2 separate regions of the Gossypium hirsutum genome follow, and region 1 is linked to region 2. A link is a contact called in public Hi-C data. All regions are on one chromosome and are shown on one strand. Each heading gives the region's core, a stretch centred on a gene start, on an enhancer-like site or on the middle of the called end of the contact. The rest is flanking DNA. Distances are from core to core; before and after follow the strand shown.

Region 1 (5,550 bases), core at 1,642-4,141, 51 kb before region 2:
CAAGAAATATGGGCTCACCCTCCATGGTTAGGGTAATACTTCAATATTTGTATACCCAAATAACATGCATGGTACATGTCGTAGACACTTCAAGACACAAACATAGGTCGAGCAACAGCACATATGTGTTAGGCCTTTAACCCCCAATTGCTCAATAAAAATAAGAGATAAGACTATATTTAAACCCTCTTAAAAGCCTTTCCTCAACCAATGTGAGGTTATCTACATTGTATTATCAACAATTACAAATTTAAATACATTTAAACATATATATATTTTAAATTATTTCAATAATAATAATATCAACCAAATTAAAAATTATATACTTAAATTAATTGATTTGGAATATATGTTTTTATCTTCTATGTGTAAAATAGTACATAAATTAAACCTTATCATTACCAATTACCATGGCATTCTGATAAATTATTTTACTTTAATTTTATTTTTACGAAATCGAAAATCTATTATAACAACAATTGAGTCAATTTTTTTTATTTAATTATTACATGTGATGCATAATAAATAGACGATTTTTTTAAAATGATTACCTTAATACTAATGAAAGTAATATATATTGATGTAACTATTTCATGTAATCTTTTAAATCTTTTGTATATTATAGTATTTGACACATATTTGAAAATAGACGTGTATTACTTTTCCAAACATATATAGACAAACATATAAAATTTGAGTATGCTTAAAATATATGGATATCAGCAAACATAACTCATGTGACACATCATACCCTAATTTCAATTAATGAGGCTTTTGAAAATTTTGAGGTCTCGTATTCAAGTTTCATGATGTATAAATTTGATTTAAATTTATTTTAATTGAGTTGTCCAAATAGATTTTAGTTTGTGATTTAAGTTAAATTAATTATTCAATTAATTTTTTATTTATTTAATTATTTTTATGATACTATTCGTCTAATTATTAATTCTTATTGTAATTTCTCGTATAATTATAATTTATTTCGATGAGACTTTAAGATTTCAATGATCCAAGTTATATATTTCAATTTCAATTTTAATTAATCCAATATATATTATACGTTACTTATATTTATGTTTATAAACTCTTTAAAAGACTGACTCAAAAAAAAAAAACAAAAAAACAAAAAGGAAAACCCTAATCTTCAATCATAATTAATATGTACTTACATGGGACACTCCCAGCTGTTATGATAGGGAATTGGCCGTTTGAATTGAACTGTTTTTGGTGTTTCCCATGTCCATGGGACTTAATTGTAATGCTTATTCGCTATTTTTGAGACAGGTAACCGACACCATATGCAAATTAATCCATCTCATCAATGGTTGGGTTATCCTACTTATTAGCTAATTCACATGAGTTTATTATCAGTGTAGAGGAAGTGGATTTCAGTGCGTTAAAGCGAATTATCCTCTTATTTAAGGGTTGAGGAGGGGTTATGGCTAGTTCTAAGTATTGTATAAAAAATTTTTAAAAAGTTTTAAGTAAAAGTATAAGTTAAATTTGAATTTTAATATTCAAATCTTAAACTTAACTTAATCCGACTCATTTTCAAGTTTATAATATATATTGTCTTTTTTTTTATATCACATGTATATTAAAAATATGTTAGATATTTATTAAAAAAAAGAATTTTGATAATTACTAAATATTAAATAAAACTAATTATATTATTTAAAAAAGTTTAAAAAAAATTGTGAGTGGACAGAAATGATTTTAAATTAATCATTTATCAATATAAATGAATTAAGATAAAATATCGAACTTGAATAAATATATATAATATTAAAATTATACACAAAATCAATTTAAACTTTACTTATCAGAGCTTATAAATACCTCTAATTTTCAAACATGCCTCATTGGTGCCATACACTTGTAAATTATCTTTTATTATTTTCTCAATTTTATTAGATTTTGTAGTTTAATGCAATGTCCTTTTCATTTTGACTCTTCTTGGCTAGTTTTTCAATATTATTTGCCATCTTGTACCTTTCCAATTAATTTCATCACAGATCATTTGTGAAAATTTAAACCCTAAAATCATCTTCAATACGATGGCCATTGATTCCTCATTAATCCCTTCTCAATGAATGCCACTCAACTATAGATATTAATTTTTATTTGATTCTTGAACAACTTTTATATTATATATATTGAGTGTTTAATTTGTTTTTTTAGTGAGGAGAATCGGATATTTATAAAATATTATTATTTATCGAAATGACGTCTTAGGTAAACTCTATGCATACCAACATGTATACTGTTCTAGACTTAACACGTGTTCATCGAACCACTCAGTTGATTTCACACCCTTTGCCTACGAACACCTAGGAATATGCAAACTTAGCTCGCGAGCTCTCCCCGTAAGCCTTAATGTCTCTACCTTGTGAGGCCAAAGTTCCTCCTCATCTACTCGAGCTGTAGGTTGGTAGTTCGAAGTTATATTCAAGTTTCGGGTTGTTAACAGAAAATACCATAACAAAATATATATATATGAAATTTTTGTTAAAAAATCTTCATTAATCTTCTATTAATTAATGATTCAGAAATATAAATAGAGTCCAAGTTAAACGATTTTAACAAAAAAATATATAATATTAATATGATATATAAATTTGATATAAATTTAATTTGACCGACTCATGTACAAGCATATTGCAGGGGGTGTTGTTAATGCTGGTTTGTCTCATGCAGTGGCTCCTTTCGAAAGGTTCCAATGAGACTTTTGTCCTAAAGAGGTGTCAAGTCAGACTCTTTCTTTTTTCCTATATAAAAGCCTGAAAGGGCTTTTACTACCAACACTGCATTTCGGGGAGGGTGGGGTGTGGGGGTGCATTGCTGTCACCTTTGTAGGCCCACCGTGGCGGGCCATTCATTGCCTCAGCCCAGGGTTCACATGTAAATGAATGCCTTTGTCATCCTTATGTAATACTTACATAATGCTTGTTTCATATATGCTGCATCTACTTTTTCTTGCAAACAGCCTGGGATTTGAAACCCACATGTTGTTTTCTTGACCCTATTTTTTAAAGAAATTCCGAGCTAAGAGGTGTTCATGACTAGATTGGTTTTATATATGATTTTATATAATATATAAAATAAAATAAAAAATATAATATAAAGTAGAGAACATTTTGAATCAAATTCAAGCCTTTAATATTAGAGCTTAATCTTCATCCATCCAAATTTTTGCCCATGTCGCACCAGCTTCGTGAGCACAATATCACGGAAAATTTTAAAGAATAGATTGTGACACCACTTTTTCCAAGTTAGTAGCATTGTACCAAGAAAACATGTTTTGAGTTGGAATTGAGGTGAAGCTACACAACAATGGAACAAATGTGTTTAAAATTGACTACATATTCTACTCGATTTGTATTTACTATCAAGTTTGGCATAAAGATGTAATGTTATATTTGGTAGGCATATTATTTTTTATACATGTTTTAGCACATGGATTAGCAATAAATTGATTCAATTGATTATATTTAGTCACTCTCATGATTTATTTTTAGTAAAGAGAAAGAAAATTTTTCGCTTATTTTGAAAAGGCCTTATTTTTTATAAGAGTTATTATTTATCTTTCTAATTTCAAATTTAAATTTGTACTAACTATTCTTTATTTTATATCTAACTATTATAATACATACGTAATAAATAAGCTTTTTCTTCTGATTGTTACCCTCGTAACCAAACGAGACATATTTGTTATAATCCTAACAAGGTTTTAAAGTTTAATACCAATTCTAAATTTTTTGAAAATTTGATATTCATTATAGATTACTACATTCTTGCAAACATATTCAATATATCCTGGGAAGAGAATAATAAACATTTGCATACAAATGTTTTCATAAGAAATTACGAGTTAATTTGGTATCAGTTCGGTTAAAGAAATAACTAAAATACCTTATTATATACAAAATAATTTATATTATTATGAATATATTTCTATATTTTTAAAAAAAATTACATATAGTGAAATTTGAACCTATGGTACTAGCATCTATAAAACCTTAAATTTACTACTTCATCCAAAGATTTAATTCTGCTTTGAGATAAATTTTAATACTTGTACATAAGAAGGTTTTTCATTCACATTGCTATATCTTTACTAACTTTAAACCCTTGACTAATTAGTTGATGTCGGATTAACTTGTGACACCAATTTAGTTGGGAAAATGACTAAAATACCTACTTATACATAAAATAAGTTATAACATTTTAACATGCTGTAAATAATGGCAATACAAGCCAAAAAGAAATTGGAATACATTTAATATTCTTAACCAACTGTATTTACCTATTTAAGATTCTTTTTACTCAAAATCTAAATTAATTTAATTTATTTTAACTTTGTACATATTATATATATTATTAATTTCAAATCATATGTTTCATTATTTAGTGGATATTATTTTTACACGTATAATTATATTTTAAATAAATAATTTTCATGCAATACAATTATTACCGTAACCCTTGGATTTAAATCGATTTGTGAAAAATTTACGAAAATATTTTGACAAAGCATAAGATATTATTTTGAGGATAATTTTATTTTTTTATATAAAATACAGAAAAATATTTGCACATGATGAGATTGGAATCTAAAACATTATAATTTTTAATAACTCAAGTTTACCATTTTGACTAAAATTATATCAATTTTTTTGTTTTAAATTTGTTACATAAAATTTTCACTTATATAGTGGGTGTACCATAATCTAGTATATATGTGTACGCAAACAAAGAAACAAAAGGTAAAGACAGTTTTTATTTTTTATATTTTTCATGTTTGGCGTTTGTGGTCACTCCTCCTAATAATTTCATTTCAAAAGTTTGAATTTATATTTTCTCATTAAAAATATAATATATCTTACTATTATATCCTAAATTTTTGGCGGGGTAAAAACAAATTTATAACTCTATTGTCTTCGACAATATAAATTTGTTTAATTTTTGGGTGCAAATTTAGTATTTCATTTTTATTTTGAAATAAACTTGATTAAAATTAATTATTGAAAGAATTATCTCACAAAATGTGTGATTAGAATAATTTTGTAATTTTAAAAAAAATAAAAATTACATGACATGAACAAAATGCTACATCAATTGAAATGACAGGATATTTTATTTGATAAAACATTATGATGAAAGAAAATGAAATAGTTTTATGATTATTTTTTTATCTCATATCATTTAATAAAACATTATGACGAAAAATAAAATAGTTCTATTTTTAATTTTACGTCATATCATTTAAAATTTTATTATTTGTGTTCATTAAAAAAAATTCATAAGCGAAGTGACAAAAAGAGTTATATTTAAAATAAATTCGATTTCTATTACGATAACCTTTGTTTTTGGCATTTGTAATATTTTGATGTTTAAAGATAAAAAATAAATAAAATTGAAAGAAATATACACAAAAATTTAAGTGAAAAATTCCCCAATTGAAAAAAAAAAATCACGATCATTATAAAAAACAAAAACAACGAAGAGAAATTACAATGTGAAAATTATTATAATTCACAAACTATTCTC
Region 2 (5,726 bases), core at 375-2,874:
TAATTTGTCGACTAAATAATAAGAAAACAGCAATTACTAATACTCTTAGTCCTCATGAATACGATATCTCTACTCACCATAACTATATTATTTATCAATAGGTGCACTTACCTTAGGCGTATTTTTAATTAGTGACGTGAGAAATGTCAACTTCATAAGCTGCCCAGGTAACATTCAGTTTTAAATCAGTTATAAGTTTAACATTTGATACCTGTAATATGTTGACAAATTAGAGGTTACTTTCAATTTTCAATTGTTAGTGAAATGTTATCATGGTAATTTTCAAGCAAAAAGTCAAATTAAGTATAAATTAAAAAAAAAAGGAAATTGTTTAGAAAATATAATTTTATCTATTTGGTTAATGCTTAAAATATAAAGGAAATTGTTGCATTTGTTACATACTTAACATTTTTTTTAGAGTTAATTAGATTGAAATTGATATGGTCTAGTGAAAATTAAACATTACATTAAAAGTATCAAATGATATAATCATGGTTTAAGGTAACAAATTGGTTTATATTGGAAAATTGTAAACGTTGTTTAATATAATTTACTAAAATCATGGAATAATATCGGGAAACAGATTTTATGAATTTTTTTAGGATTTGCATTAATATAAAATATGAATTCCAAAAGTTTAAATTTGTTCATGCGCGTTTTATCATTAGTTTTAGTTCGATTGATATGGGTATTGTTGTTAATGTAGAAGGATACGGGTTCAAGTGCACTAAAGTGTATTATCCTCCCATTTATGAGTTAAGGAGAAGCTATAGATAATTTTAGGCATTATATTAAAAAAAAGTATATATGATTTCCTAGGCTATATTATAAATAAACAGTAATATTAAATTTTAATTTACCTCTATCCCTTTCCATATCTATTTTTCTCCAATTAAAGCATAAAACTTTCATAGCTTTATTAATTGCATTGTCTCTGAGTATAGGAGAAAATAGTACAAGCCTTCTCAAGCATCGAATGTAGTATTAAAATCTTCAACTTACCATGTCATATATAATTATAGCTATAAATAGTTGCTGTCCAATTTTCTTGTCCAATGAATATAGACTTCTTTTATTCTAGACGCAAGTATATTTGTCTAATTCAATGTTCAACATTCTTGCACCCTAATTTGAAGGGACTTTTTAAAATATGCTTGTTGAAGTTTAATTAAAATTTCTATTTAATGAATACATGTATATTTACTGTGTTAAGTATAGTTTGAGTTCAAGTTACGCTAATCACATTAACATTAGAACTTTGCCCTCATCATATAATTCACCAAAATAAAGTCTATTTAATCAATTACAAACTTATTCACCTAAATTAATATATATATATATATGCATAAGGTGAGACTTGAGATCTCAAAAGAATTAAGGTCTCATGAACATATATATATATATTATTTGAAAATCTTAAATCGTAATCTAATTATATTATATAATGACTTCAACATATATTTATACTTATATTAAACATTATATGCAATAATGAAAATAAATAAAATAAAAGGATAAGAAAGAAGTGGCTGGAGGGCATGATTTTTGGATTAATGCATAGTCAAGTTTGATTAGACTTTTGATTAAAATGAAAGCTCACATGGTTATATGAGTAGTGTCTTTTACTTAAATATGTGGCCTTCAGCTCATATTTGTCTGTGTATGTATATATAAAGTCACCGAAACATAGAGTCATAGGGTGAGCGGTCGACCCCTTTGGCCATGGGGCTTGTAATGTATTGCAGCAGCCATGGGCGTCCCTATGGATTCTGTCGTGGAAAGTATGGATAAACTCGGCATTAGCGACCGCCGTCATCTATCGTCTATAGTTAAAAAAAATCAAGGTATCCATATAAAGAAATATTCTTTTTTACTTTCATATTGAGAAATTTACGGATGAATTTTTTTAAGGTAGGAAAAGGAATAAAGAAAAAGAATTTTAATTAATAAGTCAAGATTTATGGGTGTCAGAGTTCGGAATTATTTATTTAAATTTTAATTAAGACCTCAACTCTTATTGATGTCGAGTATAATTTAACGTTTTGGTTATTTACTCTTTCTTGTTTGAAGTTGATCCCATGGGAGTTGATAGAGTAAGGCTGAATTCAACACCCATAGATGTCTAGGTTCTAAGTCTGATTTGTTTACTGTTAAACATGTTTTTTTTTGTAAGTATGAAACAAATAGGAGTAAATAGTCAAAATGTTAATCTAAACTTGATATTAATAAGAACCAAGCTCAAAGTTCGGATTTAAATAAATAAGGTTGAACTTAACACTTATGAGTATCAGATTTTATCACTCGAAATTCAATTTTTTTTGTTTCTTTCTTGATTCCAAAAAAATTCAGTGATTAGAATTCTTATACTAAACTCGACACCCTTAGGTGTTAAGGTACTCCTAAATAACCATATTCTAAGAAATAAGTTTTGTAGGAATGTATGTTGGGAAATAATATAAAATTTCTCAATATCAAAATTAAAACCCCTAAAAGGGATTAGAATAAGATTTTTCTTTTTCCATTTAACATGATCCATATTAGTTTCTAAAAATTTTTAAAATTTTTATGAAGTTTAATGAGATTTTCAAAAACATAAATAGAATTAACATAATTAAGAATTTTCAAAAGCTTAAGAAATGAATGAAATTTTGAAGAAAAAGTTTTAAGGGCCAAGCCTTCGGCTCCTATTACCATTTATTTCTGCAAAATAAACCCAAAATAAAATGACGATGAATTTAGTAATATCCATCCTCTTTCCTAAAATGTTCAAAAAAAATAAATATATCAAATATTTTTATGAACCCAAATAAATTCATTCAATTTTTGAATCACGTCCAACTAAGAAAAATAAATAAATAAATTAAATTAAATTTCAACAAAGTTATCATTTACTGTCAAGGTTTAAGGTTTAAAGATTAGACATAATTAATATTTTGAAACATTTTTTGATTTTGCAACTGAAATATTTTGTTTAGAATTGAGTTGCAAATGAAAAAAAAATTCATGCAATTTTTTAAACAATAAATGTTAATTTTATTACAATTTGGTTATATTTAATTCTTTTTATAGTAAAATGATTAAATCGATTAATTTCATAATAGAAAGACTAATTTGATTAAAGTTGTATAATAGAGAGACATGGTAGGTATTTTCACCCAACTTTTAATGGCCAAAATATAACCAATATTTTCCCTCTGAAACGACAAGTGGGGTTGAAGCCCAACCAGAAAACCAGACAAATGGGGTCTTCAGTCTTGACTAAGAATGACCCTCCATTAAACCCATGAACCTTTTTCTAAATTAAGAAATATAAAATATTTGGCCTCAATGTTGGTAAATAAATTGATAGTTAATAAAATCAGTCTGGATAATTATTTTTTATTATTTTAATAAAATTTTAGAATTTTTACAATTTTTTAATTACTATCAATTTCTTTTAATTTTCTAAGTGGTCAAACCGTTCAATTTTATTAAAAATCGAAAGTTTAACTTGTTTGACCTCTAGTTTTATCTTTTTATTTATGAATTGGGGATAATTTATTAAATAGTTCTAGACATCAAAAAGAATAAATATAAGCAAAACCTATAATGAGATTATTAAAAAAAGAAAGTAATAAATCTCCAATTTGCAAATCATAATCATTAAATGCAATTAGGTCCAATATAGGAGTCATTTTATAAATAAATAAATCGTAAGGTGAGTTTGGATGAGCGGTACGCTTATTTGCAGTTAGTGTAAAAATAACGGTAACGGTGAGATTAGATATTATAACGATATTATAGTGTGGACGCACCGTACCATAACGTACCGCACCACACCCAATCGCATATTCAAACTCACCCATAATCTCTCTTTTTCAAAAAAAAATTCAATTTAAAATTAAAAAATCCCCACAAATCAAGAGATTTCTTGTTGGTATAAATATGAAACAATGCTTTCAGTACGTGGCTTTTAGGTGGTGGCTTTTAATGAACAAACAGGCATGACTGCTGGAAGTGGCATATCAATTTATTAATAAACTATTAAGGCTTAGACCAAACATTATTTATTATTGTGAACCGACCCAGATTTGTTTTTGTTATACCAATTTGACCCAGCGGGTCCACAATTAAGTTACGTGCCCCAAAAACCACAATCATCTTCTCTACAAGCCAACCTAAGCCTTGGCTTAATAATAATGACTAAATTACATAGTGAATTAGCTGAAGAAGACAATCGGAGAAAGTACAGACAGTGAGAGTGGTGATATGTTTAAAGATTTCGGCAATGACCAAATTGATACTTGGTTAAATTCTTTGATATGAATGTTGGATGCGAATGCTTTAAGAAAAATAAAAAGCCTCAACAACATAACATAGAATTTGTCTCTATAGAAAATGGGTAAAGTAGGAGGCTATTGAGAGAAGAAAAACAAGATTTTCAGCTACATGGAGGAATTCTCAATCAGCATTGTATTAGTTTTTATTATGAATTGGTAAATTATGAGCTCGGGTCATTCTTGTTTGAATCCTTTTTTTTTTTTTAAGTCAGATAAATTTGAGTTATTGTTTCTTTAGAATCAAATTGGGTTATTCAATATTCTACGAGAATTTAAACATATTAATTTTAACTTCAAACTTAAATTTAATCTAATTAATTTGAAATCGGAGCTAGATAAAATTAAACCTCTAAATAGATATATATAAAAAGCAAAGTTATTTTATCGTTGTTTTTTTTCTTTTAATTACCATCTTCACTCAATCTGCAAATTGTTGTTATTTATTAATTAGTCATTTGTTATAGATTGGAAGCATATAGGCATGGAATTTTGGCCCAAAACAATACCAAAAATGCTAAATAGGGTTCCAACCCAAAGTGAAATTGTCTTGAAAGATCATTTGCTAAATAGGATTGCGCGAACAAATGTTTTCTCGGTGCTCTTGGGCGTGAAAACTTCATCTCTCTCGTCATTTCTCTAACAGAATAAATTGGTGATCATAAGTAAGTTATCGAATAAGGATTGATGCTTTATCACTATTAGTTGAAGCCTTGATTCAAGGGACTTGTCAATTGATTGACAAGGCTTATCAAGTTGATTTTATTCTGTAGGAGGCACATTTTTTTTGTGAGTATGCGACTTTGGATGCTAGGAAATCTGATAATCTTGTTCAAGTTACTTATTATCTGTTTTTATTTATTCTTTTGTTTGAGATTTTCGTATTTTTGTCTAGTACTAATAAATTTTCTTACGCAATATTGAACTTAACTAATAGAGACGTGTTGATTGGATAATATTATATCCTAAATTAGACTTTTTAAACATAAAACGATTGTGTTTGAACTACGATACTATAGTTGTTTCTATTGTTTTCTTCTCCATATTGCTTTTTTTCTTTTTATGAACTTAAAAGTTTTTGTTCTATCACACGTTGCAATCAACTTTGAATGGAATTAAATGTTAAATTCCTACAGTATTGATGAAAATCTTCCATTCCCTAATCACATAATTCAACATTACGTCAAGCCAATAATATGATATTACCAAGAATGTCAAGCTTCGGTAATTTAAAAATCATTTTCGGACTTAATTTTTCTTATTAATGTGACAATTTTACTTTATTTTTAATGATTTCAATCCATTTTCACTACAACTAAAATGAAAATTATAATAAATACTAATTAATTAAACCCTCCAATTCTTTTATATGCTTTTTCGAATAAAATTTTAACTATATTTTACTATTCA

The links. A called contact is a pair of places that touch in the nucleus more often than the background predicts.
Region 1: a Hi-C map of leaf shows a contact between it and region 2, with 1.7 times the contacts expected there. The contact joins two enhancer-like sites. A contact is called at or near these places in 16 of 34 Hi-C or Micro-C datasets (anther, callus, hypocotyl and 2 more).

Annotation. Positions count from the first base shown.
Region 1 is chrA13:6,185,817-6,191,366 of Gossypium_hirsutum_v2.1, reverse strand. No RefSeq gene overlaps it. Among protein-coding and RNA genes, the nearest start is that of LOC107941488, 12 kb to the left of the region's middle. Within about 2 kb of position 2,891, at least 3 of the 9 cell types and tissues checked have an H3K27ac peak or open chromatin away from gene starts, as enhancers often do. A contact at or near this core is called in hypocotyl, where this site is marked.
Region 2 is chrA13:6,132,934-6,138,659 of Gossypium_hirsutum_v2.1, reverse strand. No RefSeq gene overlaps it. Among protein-coding and RNA genes, the nearest start is that of TRNAP-AGG, 3.4 kb to the right of the region's middle. Within about 2 kb of position 1,624, at least 1 of the 9 cell types and tissues checked has an H3K27ac peak or open chromatin away from gene starts, as enhancers often do. A contact at or near this core is called in hypocotyl, where this site is marked.